3 separate regions of the Mus musculus genome follow, and regions 1 and 3 are each linked to region 2. A link is a contact called in public HiChIP or PLAC-seq and promoter capture Hi-C data. All regions are on one chromosome and are shown on one strand. Each heading gives the region's core, a stretch centred on a gene start, on an enhancer-like site or on the middle of the called end of the contact. The rest is flanking DNA. Distances are from core to core; before and after follow the strand shown. Region 1 holds the start of Vwa5b2 (von Willebrand factor A domain containing 5B2). Region 2 holds the start of Ranbp1 (RAN binding protein 1). Region 3 holds the start of Psmd2 (proteasome (prosome, macropain) 26S subunit, non-ATPase, 2).

Evidence for each region. HiChIP or PLAC-seq counts read pairs in DNA pulled down with a chosen protein or histone mark. Capture Hi-C pulls out chosen DNA fragments and counts their contacts.
Region 1: an H3K4me3 HiChIP or PLAC-seq map of stem cell-derived neural progenitor cells shows a contact between it and region 2, with 4 times the contacts expected there. The contact joins the promoter of Vwa5b2 here to the promoter of Ranbp1 in region 2. A contact is called at or near these places in 4 of 39 promoter capture datasets (cranial neural crest, hippocampal neurons, liver and 1 more) and 2 of 115 datasets of contacts at active chromatin or transcription factors (large pre-B cells and stem cell-derived neural progenitor cells).
Region 3: a contact with region 2 is called in a promoter capture Hi-C map of adipose tissue, with 4 times the contacts expected there. The contact joins the promoter of Psmd2 here to the promoter of Ranbp1 in region 2. A contact is called at or near these places in 7 of 39 promoter capture datasets (the C10 cell line, cranial neural crest, frontonasal cranial neural crest and 4 more), 1 of 115 datasets of contacts at active chromatin or transcription factors (astrocytes) and 2 of 9 other capture datasets (adipose tissue and liver).

The regions. Positions count from the first base shown.
Region 1 is chr16:20,586,973-20,591,844 of GRCm38.p6, forward strand. It overlaps Vwa5b2 (von Willebrand factor A domain containing 5B2), which reads left to right and starts at 3,181. Exons shown (of 20, transcript NM_001384105.1): 1 at 3,181-3,926; 2 at 4,180-4,328; 3 at 4,408-4,578. The coding sequence starts at 4,190. It overlaps Gm35685 (predicted gene, 35685), which reads right to left and starts at 3,630. Exons shown (of 3, transcript NR_168482.1): 1 at 2,912-3,630; 2 at 2,286-2,328; 3 at 989-1,164.
Region 2 is chr16:18,245,794-18,250,695 of GRCm38.p6, forward strand. It overlaps Ranbp1 (RAN binding protein 1), which reads right to left and starts at 2,901. Exons shown (of 6, transcript NM_011239.2): 1 at 2,755-2,901; 2 at 1,496-1,632. The coding sequence starts at 2,769. Trmt2a (TRM2 tRNA methyltransferase 2A) reads left to right here and starts at 3,090. Exons shown (of 12, transcript NM_001080999.2): 1 at 3,090-3,458; 2 at 3,693-4,240; 3 at 4,661-4,769. The coding sequence starts at 3,438.
Region 3 is chr16:20,649,858-20,654,173 of GRCm38.p6, forward strand. Psmd2 (proteasome (prosome, macropain) 26S subunit, non-ATPase, 2) reads left to right here and starts at 1,795. Exons shown (of 21, transcript NM_134101.2): 1 at 1,795-1,994; 2 at 2,387-2,443; 3 at 2,736-2,900. The coding sequence starts at 1,860.

The DNA of each region.
Region 1 (4,872 bases), core at 1,931-4,430, 2.3 Mb after region 2:
AGCCACCTTCAACCCAGACACTTAGGAAACAGAGGCAGGTGGATCTCTGTGAGTTTGAAACCAGCTTGGTCTACAGAGCGAGAGCCGGGACAGCTAGGGCTACACAGAGAGATTCTGTCTCAAGCAAACAGAAAGATTAGCTGAGCCAGCTGTGGTGCGGGCTGAGGCAGGAAAGACTGCTATGAGTGTGAACATAGTTTGAACTACACTATCAAGACTGTCTCGAAAACCTGAAGCCTTGTCAGGATATCCTTGTTAATCATATCCTTAATCCCAGTACATAGGAGGCATATGCTTGTGGATCTCTGTAACCAGGAGTATTTTGTTCCCAGAATAATGACTCTGAGACTTAATTATTTATGAGTAAATGCTTAGGTCATAAGCTTGGGCTTGTTCCCAACTAGCTAATGACAAATATCTCATTTATTCTAGTCTATGTATACCATATGGCTATTTACCTCTCTTCAGTTTCATGAGTCTGTCTCCTCTGAGCCCAGGGTGAAATTCCAATCTCTATCAGAATTCCAGCCTTCTATTTCCTGCCTCTTGCTATTAGGCCATCAGCTCTTTATTGGCAGGAGATGGGTTCACACAGTACACACACAAGAGATTCTCTCTACAGATCTCTGTTCGTTTAAGGCCAGCCTGGTTTACACCAAGAGTTCTAGGACAGCTAAGGCCACATAGATAGACTATATATATATATATATATATATATATATATATATATATATATATGCCACTCCCAAAAGTACATATATGCAAGATTATTCTACAATTTATATGGAAAGGCAAAAAAACTAAAATAATTCAAATTATTTTTGAAAAACAAGAATAGAGGAATCCTTTTACACAATTTCTTGCCTTATCTATCTTTAGTATTTGTTCATATCAAAACTGTGATATGGGCAAAATAATAAATATCTAAGCATAATAGAAAACCAAAAGCTACCCTCAGACAAGCATAACCAAGTGGTTTTTAATTTAAAAGTTTTAAAGTTACATGGTATTTATTTTGGGAGCATATTTGTGGGGGAGGGGCACATAATGCCATCATACACAGCCTTCTTCCATGCAGGTTCTGGAGACAGTTCTCAGGTTATCCGGGCATGGTGGCAAATGCCTTTACTCACTGAGCCACGATCTCACAAGCCCACAGACTTACTGTTGACAAAAGCAGTTCAATCAAGGAAAAGTTAGGGTTTTATTTTATTTTATTTTATTTTATTTTATTTTATTTGTAAGGTAAGGTCTTAGGCAGAGGCAGGCAGATCTCTGTGAATTCGAGGACAGCCTGGTCTACAAAGTGAATTCCAGAGCATCCAAGGCTACACAGAGAAACCCTGACTTGGGGAAAAAAGCCAAATGAAACAAAACAAAACAAACAAAAACAACAAACAAAACAAAAAGATAACAGTCCAGATTGATTTCAAAATCATGATCCTTCTCTTTGCCTCCCCCAAATAGTATTTAAAACACTTTAAAATTAATTTAAAGCCAGGCAGTGGTGGTGCACGCCTTTAATCCCAGCACTTGGGAGGCAGAGGCAGGCAGATTTCTGAGTTTGAGGCCAGCCTGGTCTATAGAGTGAGATCCAGTTCAGCCAGGGCTACACAGAGAAACCCTGTCTCAAAAAAAAAAAACAAAAAACAAAAAACAAAAAACAAAAAACAAAAACAACATCTGTTTGGCATTGGAGAGATGGCAGATGGCTAAGAGATTAAAGTCACTTGTTCTTGCAAAGAACCAGGGTTCCCAGCACCTCCATTGTAACTTACAACCACCCAAATTCCAGTTCCAAGGCATCTGCTGTCCTCTTCTGGTGTCTTTCAGCAGGTGTGCATGTCATTTATGTGCATTCATGTAGGCAAAGCACACGTGTACCTGTGAGAGTCAATACTCTCTTTCCACCACGTGGATCCCAGGAATTAAACTCTGGTTATCAGGTTTGTCAGCAAAGTGCTTTTTACCCTTACCCACTGAGCCATCCCTAATTGTGTGTGTGTATGTGTGTGTGTGTGTGTGTGTGTGTGTTTGTATTTGTTTGTTTTGCTTTTTTCCAACTCTGTGTAGTTCTCCTGCACCACCACTGCATGGCTCCAAATAGTAATTTTAACAAATGGTGTGAGTTATTGGGTGTCTATATGTAAAACAAACAAAAACTCTCTTACCTCAATCTCACAGTTCTGACTGCTCCCACCTACAGCACTCCTTAACTTCTTTTTGCAGAATTGGAATAGGGCATCTTTAGGAGTGCTTGTAAGGGTGACCCCAAATATACTTACCTTCGCTCACTTCCCGGGGTTCCCAGACTCTTCCCTCAAGATCCTAGAGGAGATTTTACAGATCTTCCTAATGTTTTGCAGTGAGAAACACGCGAAAATCCTGCCAATTTCAAGGAGCCTGTTTTTCTGAGCAAGAATGCCCCCACCTTAGGTGCTAGGCTGACGAATGGGAGGCGGGGACCACTGCTGTGACAGGAGCAGCCCCGCACCCTTGGGAAAGCTAGAAGGCTTTACTCTGGAGGCCCTCGTGCAAGGAAGCCGTCCTGCGCATCCTCCCCACTCCCAGAAAAGGAAGGGTATAACAACACTGCAGTGAAGGAGCCCAGGGTGCTTCCGGGTGGGAACGCCGCTGCAGTGATGGGGAGACTGGATTGAGGGCAACCGCTTTGGTGAGCACACAAACGAAGGCACATGCCGCGAAAGGGGAGGTTTCTGCAATAACCTATTTGCTTCTTGTGGGGGGCGAGGCCTAAATGGTTTCCGATGCGGTGATGAGGGAGGGTCACTGCAGTGAGCGGGAGTCCACCCAGGGCGGGGTGGTGGTGGGTGGGCCACTGCAGTGTTGGGAAGAGGGGGGGATGTGTTTGCAGACTCGGCCGCCCTGTTTTGCTCACGAAACTCCTTACCTCCAGAAGGATGGAGAGGGGGCGCTCAGCTTCACTGTGCCGTTGGTGGGGGTCGTGCAGTGGCTGGGGTACTGGCTCTCTGCACTGCGGTCTCTTGCCTGGCTCTGCCGGCCTGAGCTGACGCGCGGAGGCGGTGCGGTGCCCGAAGGAACTGAGCCGCAGCCCCCTCCGCAGTGGCGGGCGGGGCAGAGGCGGGCTGGAGGGGCGGCCTCTTGGAACCCGGGCGGGACTACCAGCCAGCAGCCCGGCTGGCGCCCCTCTCCCGACTCACAGGATCTCAGTGGTAGTTCCGAGGTGGATCGCGCAGGTGCAGGAACAAGGGGCAGTCTGGACATCAGAGGAAGCATCACCCACTCTTGTCTGGTCGCGACGCCCCACAACTCCACCAAGAAGTGACGGTGAGGCTTGGGCTGCCCAAAGGGAGGGGGCGATCCCAAGACCCACCCTGTAGCATCCCCTGTGGCTACCTAGTCTCAGGCCAGCCTGGGCGGGGAGAGCCGCTCTAGATCAGATGACATGGACTCCCGCTGCCGCGACACCTCTGCACATCTGACTTCCCGAGACGCATTTTCCCGTCCCTTTCTAGTTCTTCCTACTGCAACCTTTCAAGACGGTCTACAGCCTCTCTCAGTACTCCAGTCACGAAAGGCAAGGAGAGATAAAGACTGCAGCCTTTTCAGCTCCCGACCTCACCCTGTCCCTGGGGACCCTTGTGAGCTAGGGGCGCCTAGGGCAATGCTGGCCCTTTAAACCTTTGCTTTCCACCCAGAGTATCTTCCATCTCTCCAGAAGCACCACTTCCGACAGCTGGCAACCGTGGAGAGCCAGGAGGCAGGGGGCAGGTACGGGGGCGGTGGTGAGGCCCCGAGAAGGTGCAGGAACAGCTGTGGGCACCACCCCCCAAGCCCCCGGCTCGCAACCCGCAGCGGGACTGGAGGACGCCTGGACTGGAGGGTTAACCATTAACCCTCCATTCCCCCATTGCGGAGAGCTGTTCCCTGCTCCTGCTACCCAGGTAACGGGCGAGGATGCCCATCTTTCCATCCTTGCACACACACACACCCCTCTTGTTATCTGCCCCGCCACCTGTCTGCTTGGACGCTGCGGCTTGGGGGTGGGGGTGGGGGTGGGGGGGTCTCCCGACTCAGCCTTGCTCCCTCTGCAAGCTTTCATCCCCAGGTCCCCAGGTACCCGATAGGGTCAGGTGGCATAGCTAGTTTTCATGACGCTGGAGCGAGGTGCCCCTCATCCAGCCCCTGTTCACGCAGGGTGGGCACCATGCCTGGCCTGTACTGCCCCACCAGCTGGACGCCGCTGCCGCTCACCGACTCCTGCGTCCGGGCCTATGCCAAGGGACCCTGCCTCAGCCTGCGTGCCCGGCTTACCTACCACAACCCACAGCCCCAGCCGGTGGAAGGTGAGACCTGGTGCGGGCGCGGGGAGGTAGCAAATGCCAGGTGGGGTTCGAGAGCAGGTCTGCCTGTTCCTGCTCGCAGGCGTGTTCGTGTACCCTCTGGCTGAGGCGGAGGTGGTATCTGGCTTCGAGGCCGAGGCGGCCGGACGGCGCGTCTCCTTCCAGTTGCATAGCCGGCGCCGATCACAGGCCGCCTGCTGTCGCGCTCTGGGCCCGGGACTAGGGACCTCTACACCCCGCCGCTGCGCACAGGGTAAGCTCCGAGCCCGAGCCCGAGCCCGCGCCCTCGAATGCCAGCTCAGGTTCTTGCACCCTCGTGCCTCCGCTAACATCGCCAGCCTCCTTTCTTCTTCCAGACGCTGATTTTATTTTCCATCCATTGGTTACCCCTTTATCCAGCAGTCATGGACTGGGCATCTAACCTGAACCTGGTACTGAAAGAATGTGGCCCAGGCTGAGTCTGTCCTTCGCAGCCAGGCAGACACAATAGGCACAAAGTAGCTTACAGGGTACCAAAGACCTCTACTGTTCAGGTAGCCATAGTCTC
Region 2 (4,902 bases), core at 1,651-4,150:
CTTCCTGTCAGAAGGAACCTATAGCCTCCAGGTTTCAGGTACACAGTACCTGCAATGAGTCCAGTACACCTGGCTCTCCTGCCAAGCCAGCACCCTTCTCCTCTGTAGCCCGCATTTGCTGTTACAAAGCCTCTGCTCTCCTCCAAATTCAGTCTTGTCCAGGGAGATTGCATCTTCACTTAACTCCTTAAGAGAAAGCTCAAAGGCCCTTATATAAAGGCACAATATGCTGTCTCTAGCACAATACCGAGGACACTGGGGTACTTTCAGCATCAAGTGGACAAAATCAAGTACCACGTAACTCAGGGAGATGCTACCCTCACCCACTGTTGTGGATCAGAGCTCTGGACCACCATCTTCTAGGTAGTACAAGGGTGTACTTATGGCTCTCCATGGGCAGCCTCCTTCCCTCCCTCCCTTCAGAGCAGAGAACCTCTAACAAACATCTTAGGCATAACTGAAAATTTGACATTAGCAAATTCTCTTGATTTTACATGAGAATGAGGTCCATACCACTGCTAGCACTACACTCTCAGATCTCATACTTTCTAACCTGAAAAACCATGAGCTGGAAGCTGAAGAATTGGCTCTGCAGTTAAGAGCACTGGCTGTTCTTCCAGAGGTCCAAATGGATACTCACAACTTGTTACTTTAGTCCCAAGGGATTCACTACCTTCTTCTGGCTTCCTTTAGTACATTGTGTAGATAGACATCAATGTAGGTAAAATGCCCATACACACATAACAATTAACAAGGGCTAAACAAACCTCAATCTTTGAGGATACAGTTAAGGCAACAGACAGCAAAGCAAAAACAAAGAAAAGCAAAGACTCTGCTCAACAAAGAAAGGGAGCCCCCACCCAGCAAAAAAAGTCTCACCATGTAGTCCTGGAACTTGGTTATATAGACCAGATTGATCTACAATCCACAGAAATCTACCTGCTTCTGCCTCCCAAGTGCTGAGACTAAAAGTGTGAGCCCCCACAGCCTGCTGGAGACACCCAGATGACACAGAACAGTGATGGGAACAACCTTCACATGACTGGCCACAAGGCAGCAGGATAACCTGGCAACATTTTTGGCTGAGAAATGGTTGAATTTTCATTGTAAGACTAGTCACCATACATCTCCAAGCACTTTCTTAAAACAGCCTTTATCAAGCTGGGTCCAAGCCATGAAATTCACAGAAATCAGTGTGCCCAGCCACCCTAGAATTCTTCTGTGCAGTTCCAGATAGAAATCACAAAGAGGCTATGCCAGAACATATCACTAAGGCTTATACCTGAAAGAGAAACAATACAAGGGACAGAATTCCTAGCTTGGCTGGCTCCTCTAGAAATTGAAGAGGTAAACATAAGTGGTCCAACTATGGTTGCTGGGTACTGCAAAATGTGAAAGAAATAGCCTGCAGAGACCTGCTTCCTGTCCACTCTTTTTTCTCTCTGTCTCAGTCAGCCTATCTAAAGATACTTCCAGGACCCCTTAACAGACTTACATCTTAAAAAGTTCCTCTTCATCTTCCTCCAGCGTTTTAATTTCTTGCTCGGGAAGAGAAACTATTGGCTCGAACTGGGGGTCGTGGTTGGACTCATCTGCATTCTCTGTGGAAGTATCATGGTCCTCGTGACTGTCCTGTGTAGAGAAGGTAGAGTGATGTTGCTGGCTGGTGGACTCGGTCCACAATGGGCATCATCAATCACAAATGGCATCTGGAAAATGCCTCCCCAAATTGGAAATTAAGCCTTTGGTTTTATCTTTCACATCATCTGATTGTATTTACAACCAGCATCACAAAAAAAAAAAAAAAAATCACAGGATATCATGAAACAAGACTGTGTATTTTGACACTCCTACACACTCAAACATCAATGGGTTACACACACCCAAGTCCTTGGCAAAGTAGCTTGGGAGAAACTTCCTCTTCTGTTAAAAAAAAAAATACCCACCATGAAAAAGAACATGATATACTCAAAAGGAAGAGCAGCCGTAACAGTTTTTACTGAGGGTTATCCAAGCACTTGTTAGTTTACAATCCCTCCAGCAATAATACCCAAGCTTGAAATTTTAAGCCGAAAGAAGCTAGGAAAAGTATGACAAATAAGCTCTAAGATTCTGACTCAACTTGGAGAATTACAAGGACATGCATGTTTAAATCTGACAAGATCACGTGCTTTGATAATATAGAGAAATCCCAGACTCACTACCTAACTCAACAGGATAAAGAAACAGAAACCTTTCGTTCGGTTTCTCAGCACTGCGGCTAAGCTGCGGCCGACACACGAGCCACCAACAAAGCCGCCCCCGCCCAGAGTCCGCGCGTCTAATATCTGTACCCTGCGCTGGGACGCGAGCTTTCCCCACCGAAGGCGCAATGTCCTAATGAATGAAGGGGTCTGCGTGCAACTGGAAGGAGGATTGCCGCCCCTAATGGGAAGATCACAAGTGGGCCACGACGGAGGAGATCGGCCACCTCCAGGTCCCCAGGTGAAGCCGGGAGCCCAGTTTGGGCATGGCTGTTCATCCGCAGACCACAAGGTCACGCGCCGCCCTGTAGACCCCGAGATCGGAGTCTTGGCCAGCAGCTCCCACTCGCGGACCCCCAAAGACCTCGAGCACCCCAGGCCCAGGCGCCTCGACAGGCCCCGAACCCGCAAGCCAGCGAGGGTTGGAGGCCGAGGCGCGGGCCGCCCACGTGGCCGCCCATAGCGGCCCTTGCCTCTCCGGCTGCCCTGCCCCACCCGGGCCTCGCTGTACCTTGGCGGCCGCCATGGGGGCGCGGCGACGGTGGCTCGACTAGCTCAGGCGTCGCTGGCTCGGCGGCCTCTGGGCGGCTAGTCGCAGCTCCTTTCCTCCGCGTCTGGCGCCGGCGCTCCCGCCCGTCCGCTCTTCCCTCCGCCCCCCGACCCGAACCCTGACCCCTGACCCCAGCGGCGGGAAACGCGCAGTGATTCAAAACCAGTGTAGCTTTATTGGCTCCGACAGCGGACATTCATTGTCCGGCCCGCCCCGCGCTTCCCGCCAAAACGCCCGCGGCGCATGCCCGGCCGCGCCTCAGCCCGGGGAGCGCGCTCTCCCGGCGACCCACGCGCGCACTTCCGCCTGCAGGCTGAGTGCCTCCGACGCTGGCGTGAGCGGCTGCTGGAAGGATCAGTCGGGACTCGGCGCGCGGCGGTGACGTCATCGGAACCAAGCCCTTAGAGAGAGGAGACGCAGCTAGTGTGCGCTGGCCAGCCGAAGGCAGGCGCAGCGTGTGGCCCTTGGGGACAGTGCATCCGCAAACCTCAGTCCCAGCTCTGAGCACCCGAGTTTTGAGTCCCTGTGTGGAGCTGCGGTCTACCTTCACGGCGGCGTACCTCGTATCTGCGCCCTTGTTGGGTGGGAGGCCGAGCCGGTGGTCCTCGTGAGCACCCTGGTCCGGGCAACAGACGAGCCAGGAGATGAGTGAGCCGGCCGCGGAAGTAAAGCAAAGGGAGACGTGCAGGAGATGTGGACGGGGTGGGCGGAGGTGGGTTGGGGCAGCAGTCATTACTGTCGGATCAAAGATAGGATGGGGGAGAATTGGGTCTCGAGAGTAAAAGAACGGGTTTCTCCAGGGCTTCGTGGAGTGTGCACTAATGGAGATCTGTCAGCGGTTTGGGGGAGCGAGTCATACCAATTAGAGCCTTCAGCCAGGCCCGTCTGTTCCCACGTAGGTTCCGGAGCCCATGGAGGACTGCGGCCAGGATGCCAGTGCTGTACCCAGCTCTGCGGCCCCACTATGTCAAAAAGAGGAAGCAGGGCCTGGGCCAGCTGCAGGGCCTGGAACGCAGCCTGGGCTCTACAGCTACATAAGGGATGACTTGTTCACATCAGAAATCTTTAAACTGGAGCTCCAAAATGTACCTCGCCACGCCAGCTTCAGTGACGTCCGGCGTTTTCTAGGCCGTTTTGGTCTACAGTCCCACAAAATCAAACTCTTTGGACAGCCACCATGTGCCTTTGTAACATTCCGAAGCGCTGCTGAACGAGACAAGGCCTTGCGAGTGCTGCACGGTGCTCTCTGGAAAGGCTGTCCGCTCAGCGTACGCCTGGCCCGACCCAAGGCTGACCCCATGGCTAGGAAGAGGCGGCAAGAAGGTGATAGTGAGCCATCAGTAACACAAATTGCCGATGTGGTGACCCCTCTGTGGACAGTGCCCTACACTGAGCAGCTGGAGCAGAAGCGACTGGAATGTGAGCGGGTGCTACAGAAACTGGCCAAGTGAGTGTGGTGCTGACATCCCAAGCAGAGCTGGGTTTTGCTCTTGGCCTGGTCCATTAGCCATGTAAGCAATTCAAGATACACACAGAGTTTATGTCAATGGTTCTGTACCATTGGTGGGAACCAGTGGGTCACCAGACTTTCAGAGGGGTTGCCTAAGACCATCAGAAAACACATTTACATCATGATTCACAACATTAGCAGATTACAACTACAAAATTAAAAAATGTTATGGTCGGGGATCACAACATGATTACAGGATCACAGGCACCATTAGGAAGGTTGAGAACCACCAGTCTGAAGTGGTCAACGAAAGAACTCATAAGGCCCACAACAGAGGGATAGTGAGGTCGCAAATGAATTGCCCAGTATGGATGGGGAACAGTGTTAAATCCAACCATGATGTATTTCATCCTGCAGAGAAATTGGGAACACTAATCGTGCCCTGCTACCCTGGCTGCTTTTACAGAGACAACAGCACAATAAAGCTTGTTGCCCCCTGGAGGGGGTCAAGCCATCACCCCAGCAGGTCAGAGAAATCCCATTCTGTGTGTATGGGGATGGGGGGGCTTGGGAGGCTGGCCCTTGTTCATGTCAATTTTATTATGCATATGCTCTTTGATATTTTTCTTGCTTTTCATTTCTTCCCAATGTTTGATAAG
Region 3 (4,316 bases), core at 545-3,044, 2.4 Mb after region 2:
CACTGAGCTGGTCATTCTGATTTATACGATTTACAGCTGGCTAGGACTATTGATTGCTCTTCTCTTTGGCAGCTTACAGAGCGCCTTAAGACATTGTGAGAGCCAGACCTCAGGGAAGAGGCCTCCAGGTCAGTTCCACTCAATTCCTTAGCAACAAAGCCTTACCTTCAAGTTCTGGTAGGCAACCAAGGACAACAGCAATAGCTTATATTGTTTTAGGAGTCTCTCGGACCCTCCTGACCAACAACTCTGAGGAAGGTTTTCTATGCCTGGCCCTGAGATTGTGTTAGTCGTTGGCTCTTGAGGGGAGCATTATCACCCCAAGTGGTGTAAAAAGTTAGACACTATTAAAACTTTCAACAGGGTCTCATTGTGTAGTTCCTGGCTTGCTTAGAACTCACTCTGTAGACCAGGCTAGCCTTGAACACACAGAGATCCACCTGCCTTTGCCTCCTTATTTAATCCCAAATATTGGGATTGAAAGTATGGGCCACGATGCCTGGCTCATTTCTTTCTTTCTGTCTGTCTTTCTTTCTTTTCTTTTTTTTTTTTTTTTGTTTTTTTTTGAGACAGGGTTTTTCTGTGTCCTGGAACTCACTCTGTAGACCAGGCTGGACTCAGAAATCTGCCTGCCTCTGCCTCCCAAGTGCTGGGATTATAGGTGTGCGCCACCACTGCCCAGCTCATTTCATTCTTTAAGTGTTCTTACAAGAGAAACTTTTTGTACTTCACATAGGCAGAAAACAGACTTAATTTAGGTAGCTTACCAAAACCACACTGCTGGTGCATGGCAGGATTTGTTTCTAATATCATGTTTTGAAAGTTTGAGTTTCCCACATTTTTCCAAGTTTTTATTTCAAAACAATGTATTCCTACAAAATAACTTGAAATATATCCCAACAGCTTTTCATATCCTCTTCATCTGGACTCATCAGCTTCTTGATAAACCTTTTAGGGCACAATTTCCAATTCATCTCCAACATACTAATTGGTATGTGACTGTTGATTATATATATATATATATATACATATACACACATATATACATATACACACATATGTATACATGAAATATACATACTAAATATTTATATACCATACATATGGTATGTGCCTGATATATGTATGCATGTATGTACGTATGTATGTATTCTTATCTGTGATAGAAGTCATAGAAACAGAAACCGGTAGACATTTCCTACAGAGGACTATACGGCTATAGAACAGGCAGAGCAGCAATGGGCTGTTCAATCTCTCTCCAAAGGCTGAAGAAGTCATTGGCAGTGGAAATGGATGGTTATGCCTAGAATCCAAGATCTACACGCATCAGCAGCTCATGTCTGTAATGAAGTTATTCTCTGCTAGAAAGTAAGTTCGAGGCTAACCTGGGATAATAAATAAGTAAATTTCATCTTCACTTTGGGGGAAATGGTTTGCGGTTACTATTCCACAGTAGTAGTGGCATAATTACACCGAAGTCACACAGACTCGGTCAAGACTTGAAGAGTTTTGAGCTCATAGAAATCTCCTACAGAGGACTAAAGCAAGCATGAACATGTATGGACGTCCTGTCTTCAGGATGACCTTCTCATCGTACCATGCATCCAGTTGTGGTGAAGCTACAGGATCGGAGAGCTAGGCATCTCTGCAGTCAGACCACCCTTGCACGCACAGAGACACCCTAACTCAACAGTAGCCGTTCGGGCTGGAAGCCGGAACAGTAATTCCCGTCCTGCTCCAGAGGGCGGGACTCGGGATCCGCAGGGCGCTTCCGGTCTGGAGGACAACGCGCGTGGCCTTCTGGGAAAAGGGGCGGTGCGAGCAGGTGCGCGCGCAGCAGGCCGGCAGTAGTGGCGGAGATGGAGGAGGGTGGACGAGACAAGACACCCGTGCAGTCCCAACAGCCCTCCGCGACAACCCCCAGCGGCGCGGACGAGAAGTCGAGTGGCAAGGAGCGAAGGGATGCCGGGGAAAAAGACAAAGAGCAGGAGCTGGTGAGGCGCAGCCTGGGGAGCCCGAGGAGGAGGCCTTGGGCTGAGTCACTGCTGGCTCGAAGGCCTCGGGCCCGACTCCGTACTGCCCACCGCACCGGGGAGACTCAGGATGGGGCGACCCTTTCTTTATACCCTGCCCGCCCCATTACGCACTGTCACTCCCTGAGGCCCTCACCATCACATCGCGGTTCTTTGGTTATTTCCTAGAATGGCTTCCAAGCAGAGTCTGCCTGGTTCCTAAGGTAGACAGCCTTTCCTATAGGGCTGCTTCCCTATCCCACGCCCTCTTCTTGTCCATAGACATTCACACTCTTCACCTGTCCCGGGGTAAGTGGGAGGAGAATGTGATTCGGGTCCCCACTTTTGATGAGCTTCTTCCCCTAACCCTCCAGTCTGAGGAGGACAAACAGCTTCAAGATGAACTGGAGATGCTCGTGGAGCGACTCGGGGTGAGTCAAGATGTTACTACAGGGGGAGTATAGTTGATGTTTCTCATTTGTTTACTCTATTTCATTTTGAGGCAACAATTAGATACCACATATTAGATATTACGATAATTTGAGGGAAGAGTTACAAAGGGTATTTAAATGGGGTCATGGGTCTCAGGTCATTTACAGGGGTTGAGGCATCATGAAATAGGAGCCAGTTATGTCTTTGACCAAAGCATTGGTTAAGTATGTATGGGTCGTGATGTGGAGAAATGTGACTCCTTTTGGTCTGAGCATTAACATCCCCTATTAGGAGAAAGATACATCTCTATATCGACCAGCTCTGGAGGAACTGAGAAGACAAATTCGTTCTTCTACAACTTCCATGACTTCAGTACCCAAGCCTCTCAAATTTCTGCGTCCACACTATGGCAAATTGAAGGAAATCTATGAGAACATGGCCCCTGGGGAGAATAAGGTAATTCAGAATATGGCTGGGACCTGTCCAGTTGAATAATTCCTTTTTTAATGCTAAGTCACTGAAAGCCTAGTGGACCCCATCTAGCTGGAAAGTTCATCACAGTGAGACTGATTCTCCAGTGGAAAGCCTGAGAATGCTTCTCAGCTCCTTAGAAGTTTCTGCTTCATTATATCTTAAGATTTTCTTAGCACGATGTGTTTCTGACTTAATTTAAAATTTTTATAGTGTGTGCATATATGTGTGTGCCTGAATGCATGTGCTTGTATGCATGTGCATATGCATAAGTGTCACGCCTATGCATGCCTAAAGACCCTCGGTCTTTATAGTTGGTTTTGGGATGTCTTTTTGATTTTGGTTTTTGGAGGTTTTTGGGATGTCTTAATAGGTGCTGGGATTTGAACTCTGATCTTCATGAGCGTGCAGGAAGTCCTCCTAAGTGTTGATCCTTTTCTCCAGCCCCTCTAGCTGACCTCAAACTCGGCTGTGTGGCCTAGACGGAACTTTATTTTATGACCTTCCTCCTCCTCCTGCCTCTATCTGGAGTGCTGGGGTTAGAGGCATAAGCCAGTATGCCTGGCTTTCTAAGGCTTATATTTAATGTCCCTTCTCTCTCTTCTGTCCCATGTACATTCATCCCTTTTATGTCTTTTTTTTTTAAGATTTATTTATTATTATATCTAAGTACACTGTAGCTGTCTCCAGATGCACCAGAAGAGGGCGTCAGATCTCATTACGGATGGTTGTGAGCCCCTTTTATGTCTTAAAAACCCTCAGTTGAGTCACATTTGTCCTGTTGGTGCAACTGTGACCCAGAAGTCTTTACTTTGCAGTGTATTTTGAGTAGCCTCCTAATTGGCTTGCTTTTGTCCTTGACTCCCACATCATCTGCCTATCATACTGCAGTTACAGTGATCTTTCTAGATCATTTAATTTATAGTTATTTAGGTAGAATATTTAAATTATAAATAAATAATAGTAGATAAAAGTAATATTTTTTTAATAAAATTAAAATTCAGTTTTGTATTTATGTGGATGAATGTTTTGCCTCCGTACCTGTATGTATGTATGTATGTGTATCCTGTGCGTGTGATGTCTGCACAGGCCAGAGGCTGGGAACATGTTCCCTGGAACTGGAGTTAGGCTGTTGTGAACACCACGTGGGTACTGGGAACTGAAGTCAGGTCATCTGCAAGAGCAGCATGTTTTTGTAACTGTTGAGCCTGTTTTTCAGACCCCTAGATTATGCTGCTATTATTATTACCACCTTTTAGTAGTTTATTATTGCAATTAAAATTTATGCTGGGTGGGTCTAGAATGTTGAGGCCAAACTAGGCAATATGATGTAATGAGACTGTGGTGTAATGGGAAACACACTACAACCCAAACCCAGATGCATCTGGCTTTTTTTTTTTT